Linked DNA regions of Mus musculus: all the other regions are linked to region 2. A link is a contact called in public promoter capture Hi-C data. All regions are on one chromosome and are shown on one strand. Each heading gives the region's core, a stretch centred on a gene start, on an enhancer-like site or on the middle of the called end of the contact. The rest is flanking DNA. Distances are from core to core; before and after follow the strand shown.

Evidence for each region. Promoter capture Hi-C pulls out the DNA fragments that hold promoters and counts their contacts.
Region 1: a promoter capture Hi-C map of pre-B cells shows a contact between it and region 2, with 5 times the contacts expected there. The contact joins the promoter of Dmac1 here to the promoter of Cdk5rap2 in region 2. A contact is called at or near these places in 2 of 39 promoter capture datasets (liver and pre-B cells).
Region 3: a contact with region 2 is called in a promoter capture Hi-C map of pre-B cells. The contact joins the promoter of Kdm4c here to the promoter of Cdk5rap2 in region 2. A contact is called at or near these places in 1 of 39 promoter capture datasets (pre-B cells), 6 of 484 Hi-C or Micro-C datasets (CD4 T cells, CD8 T cells, the G1E-ER4 cell line and 3 more) and 1 of 115 datasets of contacts at active chromatin or transcription factors (astrocytes).

What each region holds. Positions count from the first base shown.
Region 1 is chr4:75,276,904-75,279,603 of GRCm38.p6, forward strand. Dmac1 (distal membrane arm assembly complex 1) reads right to left here and starts at 1,389. Exons shown (of 2, transcript NM_025849.4): 1 at 1,078-1,389; 2 at 448-866. The coding sequence starts at 1,348. The coding sequence ends at 802.
Region 2 is chr4:70,409,004-70,411,703 of GRCm38.p6, forward strand. Cdk5rap2 (CDK5 regulatory subunit associated protein 2) reads right to left here and starts at 1,432. Exons shown (of 37, transcript NM_145990.4): 1 at 1,209-1,432. The coding sequence starts at 1,264.
Region 3 is chr4:74,250,453-74,253,152 of GRCm38.p6, forward strand. Kdm4c (lysine (K)-specific demethylase 4C) reads left to right here and starts at 1,427. Exons shown (of 22, transcript NM_144787.2): 1 at 1,427-1,634.

The sequences.
Region 1 (2,700 bases), core at 139-2,638, 4.9 Mb after region 2:
ACCACCTAAATAAACATGCTTGCAGAGAAGCCTCAGTATTAGTTGACAGTAAGCATACATTACTTTTATAACTTTTTAAAGCCCTTATAAACTCATCCTAAATATCTACGGAAAAAGCCATCAGCAGATTTTTCTTTTGGAATTTTTCTCAAATATTTTCATTTACATCTTTTATTACATACTGACATTTAATGTATAAAGGAACTCCTGGCTCTCTGAAACTAAGTCAGCTGTGAAAGACAGAACTAGGAAGAAAAATTTGCTCCATCACTGAACGGATGAGCCACTAAAGGACACCCAATGGCTAGGTCCAAGGCTTTCAGATGCAATAATATAATCAGGGGTGGACTTGAAGATAATTTGGAAAGTTTGAAAAACTCTCATGTACCTATTTAGGGTTAGGTTGCCAATAACTGTTGATATGTTTAGAAAAATTAAAAGAACTACTTATTATTTAAAAAATAGTTTATTTTGCTGTTGGTTTATCATTTATCCCATTTTAATATGTTCTCAAAAACGTTATCTTTCAGTATAAACTGAACAGCACATAACCTCCCTGGACAAGACAGAGAACCATGTTTGCTTCCAAGGGGTTTATTTGTCTCTTTATAATCTGAGAGGGGGTAAACCGTAAGCATCCATGGCCAAAGAATGACAGCTCATATCTTCACAATCTTCTCGGTATGTCCTTACAGTTAAGTACATCCTTGGCCGTGTGTGCAACGAATATCCACCAACCCAACGCTTGTTCTGTCTGCCCAGAAGCCAGTGATGATAGACAACAATGAACTGCTGGTATTTTCAAATAACTGGGTGGCTCTTCCCTTTGGGGTCTACCAGAACAACTACACCCCAACAGGCAATACCTGAAAAAAAGAACAAGAAAAAAAAGTGCCTTTTGTATATTACATTTTAGTTTACCCAGTGCTCTGCATAAAGCATTTTATTTAACCCTCTCATGGTTGAAGAAGAAAGGTCGATCATTCGGTAATCTTTCTTACAGGGCCGTGAGGGGAAAGGCGTCCCAGTAATCACCCACCCCACCCCACCCCTCACGCTGTCCCCGCTCCTGCTCACTGATGCCGATGACCATCTGCAGAACGGTGCCTGGGCCAGGTGGGATTCCTTGCTTCAGGGGCCGCCTGGCCACCAAATAGACGTAGGTGCCCGCCCCGAAGAGTGTAGAGCCCGACAGCACGCGACAACTCCAGCAGGTTTTTAACTCAGGGTCCCGGGCGGGGGAGGCCGGCACGGCGGATTTCGCGGGTGGGTTCGCGGGAACCGCTGTGGAAACAGTTGGGGGGGCAGGAGCGGAAAACTCGGTACTCCCCGAAAAAGAGGACCCCATGTCAGAAGAGTGCACAGCGAGCCGAGCCTTCACTTTGAAATGCTGTAAAATGCTGCCGGAAAGCAGCACGCTGACGTAAAAGCCGCCGCGCTTCTGGGAAATGTAGTTGCAGCAGGAGCCGGGCGGAACAGGGCGGAGCTGCAGCCGCCTCAGAGGCTTGTGTAATCCAGAAGTTCAAAAGTCAAGGCTGCCTCATCCCGGTGTGTTAGAAACTGTTTTATACTACTTTATGAAAGTATAGATTTCAGTCTTCTTAAAGAAAAACTGTGGATCTCTAAGCTTCCCGACTAACACAAACTAAGGTCCTGGCATGAAGTCTAATCAACAGAGATTATATTCTAAGTAATTGTATGTTCTTACCCAAGTGCTTACCTATTGCAATTCTGTGTATTCTGCCGTTTCTCAACATACTCGTTTCCTAGTACAAGATAGACCAGTAAAGGCTCAAAGTTTTCACATTGTACTTACTTTGAAAGAAATATACAGATATAATCAAGATATTAAAAATGTGTTTGAATTACCTGGATACTCTCTTTGTTTATTAAGGTTGTGCTCTCAATTGTGTCATATTTATGATTTTAATTCTCATAAAAAAAATTAGGTGCAAACTCAGGTTAATGACTTTTTTTTACACTTTTGCATTTTTATCCTGTCAGATGAGCTTTAAAGGGCCGAGGAGATGGTTCTGTGGTTAAAGTGCTTGCTCTGCGGGCAGGAAATGTAAGATAAGTTCAGATGCTCAGAACCCACAGAATGTTGAGTGGGTATGGCAGGGCATCTATAATTCTCAGTCAGAACAAGGAGATGAACTACAAGAGAAACAGTTTAGCTACATTAGCCACGATCTGAGTTCTGGATTCAGGTGGAGTGCTTGCCTTAACATATAACGTGAGAAGCATTCAAGAGAGACTCTAGACAGTAATCCCTGGTATCCAGAGGCAACTGGGACCATACACACATCTGTACCCACACATGCAAACACATATACATGCACAACACACACATGGAAAACAAAAGACTGCATCTTTCTGACTGTGTCTTTGCAAAACAACAGGTGTCACCAACTCCAGTCTCAGCTCGCTTTTCATTCTCTCTGCTTACAGTTGGCTATCTATTTCTTGTGCTTGCTGTTCTCAGGAGGATATTGGTAAAAACTAAATTCTTATGTAGCAGTTTCCTCTAAACTGACACCTTCTAACCTGAAGGGAGGCTCCTAAAGACCCAGGAATGAAAGGAAACATAGAAGGTTCAAAAAACAAATTCATCATTTCCTAAAAACAATATTCAACCCTAAGGTTATATACACAATAAAACTTGGGCAGAGGGGACTGTGACCTACAGAGTTGGCATCC
Region 2 (2,700 bases), core at 182-2,681:
ATATGCTACCATGCCCAGTTCACGACTAAGTTTTTAATTAAATATACATCCTAGGTTGTATTTCTATGCTGGTCACTGTCAACCACGTTAGGACAGAGACAGGTCAGGGGAGCTAGAGAGCCCAGTACAGAGAGCCCAGACAAGGGTGGGACCGTCAGTGTGGATCTCCTAGCAGTGGAACCTGGATGTAAATAAGGGACACAGCAGAAACAGCAGGTACCCAAGCCTGAGAACAAGGAACAACTCAGTAAGATCGTTCCTGACCGAGCTTGGCAGTCAGGCACAGGGTAGAGGGCTTGGAGAAGAGACAGGGTTGGGAAGGGGTGGGGTGGGGGGTGGGGAGGCTAGAGAGGCAGATGCAGCCAATTATAGAGAAACTTGGAAGCCACAGTAGAGAACTTCATCCTGAAGATGACAAGGCACCTGGAGGGCCTAGGGCAGATTAAGAGATGAATGAGCAGGTATGAATGCAGCATCTGTCCAGTCAAGGCTGAGAGAGAAAGGAGGAGAGCATTAGCAGATCTCCTAGTTTAGTTCTCATGCCATCCGCCCGCTCTAAATGCCCCAAATAATCCAATTTCTGGTCCCAGGGGATCTGAAGAGAAGCCACAACTTGTAATAGTGGTAGTCATCATCCTTTTCACCACGGTTGAATGTCAGCCAATACAACTGCTGGGTAGCCATTGCTTCTTTTCATTCTCATCCCGTTTTTGGTGAGTGCACATCGGCGTTAGTACACTTTTCAGTGGGGAAGTCAACTTACCAAGGTCACCTACGTGGTCAGGGTATAGGCCGTTTTTTTAATTAAATTTTGTCCATCTCTAGCCAAGGCTCCACAGAACTTTGTCCCGTGACCCCATAAACAAAGTCTAAAATAACAACTACACTCCCCATAATGAATGCAAAGCCCCAAACAAGAATCAACCACCTAAGTGCTCTGATGTCCAGTTCCAGCCACCCCCTACTAATTAGACCCATCTCCTCACACTCTTTCAAAAAGCCCCCCTGCCTAGCCTACACATCGTCCTCAAAGTACTCCAGAACACACAACACACAGTCCAATGTAGTGCTGGCTGGACACCCAGGTCCCACCACACTCGGGGCGCAGCCGAGACCATCCCCAAGCAAACCGAAGGCCTCCAGGGAGTGAGTCGCCATCAACGGGAACCCCAACCCAGGTACCACGAATCCCAAAGCCAGGGCCACACCTGCAACCGCTGAGGGTCCCAGGCAGGGCGCCTTCCTCTTCCATCCCCGAGTCCATCGTGAACGCAGAGTGGTGGCGCCGGTGTCGGCGGCGGCAGCGCCACTGGTTCCCCGGCAGTCGCGGCGCGCTCGGTTCCCCAGGTCCCGCCCCCTCCAACCCAGCTCTTGTTCTCAGTCAAGCGGCGCCGCTGGAATTCAAACCGCAGCCGCCGCCATCTTTCCCGGCGCTTCTTCCTACGGAAACAAGGCGGGGTCACCCAGGCACGCGCGGTGAAGCCGCCCTGCAACGACCCGAAACCGGGCAAGAAGAGCTTTGCCTGGACGCCATCTTAACTCAGGGCAGAACCTGCGCACTCCAGCGTGCAACACTAGGAGAAAAGAAGCGGTAGCCATGTTTCGTGGGTGAGGGCATTCGGGCCGAAGCCAAGGCGAGCGCCATATTTGTTGAGGGTAAAAGTCCGCCGGGATCAGTTAATTTAAGCGGGAGGTGGAACAGCTCAGAGTATCAATCTGTTTGGTGTTCCAGACTCATGACTCCAAAATCGCTCCTTAGGCTCTTTCTACCCAAAAGGCTCTGCCTTAAGTTGAGACTCAGATAATTGAGTTCTGCTTCGATTTAGAAAAATACCACCTGTGGAGCGCTATTACAAACGGTAGTTTACAGGGTTAGTTTCAAGCGGCATGCCTATAAAGGGGTCACCCATACTTCATGTGCATTTTGTTACTATTAGGACTCATGCACCAGCAATCAGTAAACAGAGACTCAGAGAGAAGAAATTACTTGCCCAAAGTAATAAACAAGTTTACTATCCACTAAAACCAGATCCTTAGCTCCTCGTATCAACATCTCAGCACTCTGGAACCATGTTTTAACCTTCTTGGCCAGTGAATGTATTCTAAGAAGAGACATTTCTCCCCTCCCAAACAAAGGTCCAGATTAAATTGGAATTTCAGCTTTTCCTGCCTTGAAACTCCTCCCACTCTCAGGAGTTTTTGTCACTTTTCTTTAATAAATCTACCCAGGAATAAGGAAGGGGAGGGGAGGGTTGGGGAAGACTGGAGAGGAGAAGGCTTGGATGTGGAACAGTGGTCCCTGGCAGTAAACCTGTTCTGTCACATCCCTTTGACTGGACAATCTGCAAGTTATTTTTTGTAAGAATAACCTGAGATAACTTTAGGAATTCTTTCAATAATAATTCTCATGTCCCTACAACCCTAAACACTCTTTCTTTGCAAACTGGCAATAAACAGAGATATGATTTGAGCCCAGGTCCTTCTAAACCCCAACGCCCTAAATGGTGCACACAGGCTATATTCCACAAGTATTCTGTTCTTTTTCCAACTTAGAACTTAAAGTTCAGACATGCGATCTATAATTGCTTGGGAGGAGGACCACTGAATAACCCCCATCCATACTCATACACACAACCCTAATTAAACTCAGTGAGGAGGAAAAGAACATGAAAGTAGGAGAGGGGGGAGGGAGAGGGAAAG
Region 3 (2,700 bases), core at 177-2,676, 3.8 Mb after region 2:
AATATCCACATTGAAAAATTACCAGTTGACTATATATAAGTTAAGTAAGTTTAGAATTGTATTTTTCCAAACCCTAAGCTGTGTTTTATTATTATTATTATTTTTTTATTATTATATCTAAGTACACTGTAGCTGTCTTCAGATGCACTAGAAGAGGGCGTCAGATCTCATTACGGATGGTTGTGAGCTACCATGTGGTTGCTGGGATTTGAACTCAGGACCTTCAGAAGAGCAGTCGATGCTCTTTACCACTGAGCCATCTCTCTAGCCCCCAAGCGGTGTTTTTCCAGTCAAAGAAATATGGTGGTTAGATCTCATTATCTTTCAGTTAATTAACCATATCCCATCTGTCTTTACAGTGCTCCCCCTAAAAAAAAAAAAAAGAAATAAATTAAAAAAAACACATTTAAGTACATTTAAATAGTTATGTTGAGCTTTTTTTTTTTAAAGAGGTGATCAGTTTTTGAGACAGCATATCATGTAGCCCAGTCTAACTTCAGGTCTATGATGTGTTGAGAATGATCTTGAATTTCTAGTCCTCTGATCTCTGTTCCAAGTCCTGGGTTATAAGTATGCACCACATTCATTAGAAATCCTTGTTTTCTAACAACACGTAAAATGATGGTCCTGTGTGCTCACTTTTGTATATGCCTGGTCAGTAACTAGAAGAAATGCAACAAAAAAACCCAGATAGGAACTGTGGGACAGTAAAACCTGTTTAGCCTTTGCAAAACGCTTAGTGTTTAGGCACCTATCTGGAAGTAAGAGTTTGAGATCTGTGTGATTCCTCTGCGGTCTTGGAAGTCAGATTTACACAGACGTGTAGGAAGGTAACTCAATTCAGGATCCCTAATCAAGATTTCTCTAGTCTTTAAGTATTAGACCTTTTTGCTCAAGGGCAGGCTTGGTTGCTAGGAATTTGGGAACACTGCTCACTTGGGATCTCCGACTGAAGTAGGCTCAGAGGTGCAGCCCACTGGTTGGTGTACCGGCACAGGACAATGTCATCGTGAGTCTGGCCTTCCTGACCACCTCCACTCGAGGTAAAAATCAGCCAGCCGTTCTTGCACCGAGGGTTGCCATAGACTCGCACCGAGTCCCTGCAGGCGTGTTCGTGTACTATTTTATTTCAGGTCCAGCCCCTGTGGGAACCTAGTGAGTGATCCGACAAAGATCTGTTGCGCACCTGCTCCTTCTGCTTCGTCAGTGTTTTTCCTCCTTTGAGAAAGAAGAGGCGAGCTTGTCCCCAAGGCAAAAGGAAATACAGCACGGCAAGCGTAGACTAGGCAAGAGGCGGAAGTCTCGGCTTCAAGTCGGGCACCTTTAAGCAGTTTAGAGACCCACGTGACCCAGAGAGCGCCCGGCCCAGCGGTCACGTGGGGGCGCGTGCGCCACACGCAGGCAGAGGCAGCCCGCACAGCCTGCGCGCCCGCGCCGCCTCCCGCCCACCTCCGAGCCGGGAGGGAGGGGAGCGCGGCGGAGGGATTCCGTGGTGGCGCCCCGTGCGCGTGCGCAGCGAACAGCTGTCACCCAGTGCGGAACAAGTCTTCCAAAGATTCCCAAAACCCTCAGGGGAGGCCGCACTTTTCATCCCTTTCATTCGGGTGGCGTCTGGACCTCCGCCAGCGGCGCAGGTAACCTCTTCTTGGTCGGGACGGAGCGGGAAGGGTGGCGGCCTCGGTCCGGTCTTCGCAGGGCAGCACGGGCCTGGGCGCTCCGCGGTGCAAAGCAGTCAGCTGGGAGGGAGGAGGCGGCCCTGACAGTCCATTCTGGCCCTCGGGATTCGGGAGCTCGCTCGCCTGCCTCCCGGGAGCCGATCGGAGGTGCTGTTGCTCCGGACTGCCACGCCTGTGTGGTCTGGGGCGCCGACCGACCCCTCTGCGGCCGACTCCAGGAAGGCCGGGCCTGTGCGTCCTCCGAGCCTCCCTTGGGTCGGGATGTCCGGATCCGCGAGGTAGCAGGTAGCCCGACCCTCACTCGGGTTCGTTCTTGGCCCTAGCAGATGATCTTTCCCTTTTTCTTTCCTCCGTCTTGAGGCCATTTCTTTGTGCGGTTCCTGGGGGGAGCCATGATGCGGGGTAGACAGTGGGCGCTTAATAGATGCGACTTCGTTGCGGCATGTGAACTGCCAGGGAGAGAGGGCGTGTTGTGCGATGGGAATGCCAAGAAGGCAGGCGGTCTAGCTCGGGCTGGAAGTTGGTGTTCTCTGCTCAGCAGTGAAAGCAGCTGGACTCAGTTCTGAGGATTTTCTTGGGGACCCAGAAGGCAGCCGCCGGTGTGGCTGAGCCCGCAAGCTCGCACGTAGTCAGTCAGGTGCTCTGAGAGAAGACTTGGAAGACTTGACCAACTTTTTTTTTTTTTTTTTTTTTTAAATCTTGGACTCAGTACGGTCACTCACACTTGGTGATTTACCTAGTACTGCTTAGAAAGCTTACGTTAGAAATGAAGCAATTCGGAACCCGGGAGACGCTTTTGATAGGCTCGGTAAGCTTAGGTTAGCACCAATCTTTGCTGTATTTCACCCACTTGAGTTTTGCGTTTAAAAAGGGCGGAAGGGAGTGGAGCCTAACTCTTTCTATGGGAAAAGTTATTAGTATTCTAATTTAAAAGTGTGATGGTTAAAACTTTTGGTATTTTTGGTTGTTTTTTGAGTCAGGGTCTTATATGTAGTCCTGCCCAACTTAGAACTCTGTATGGTAG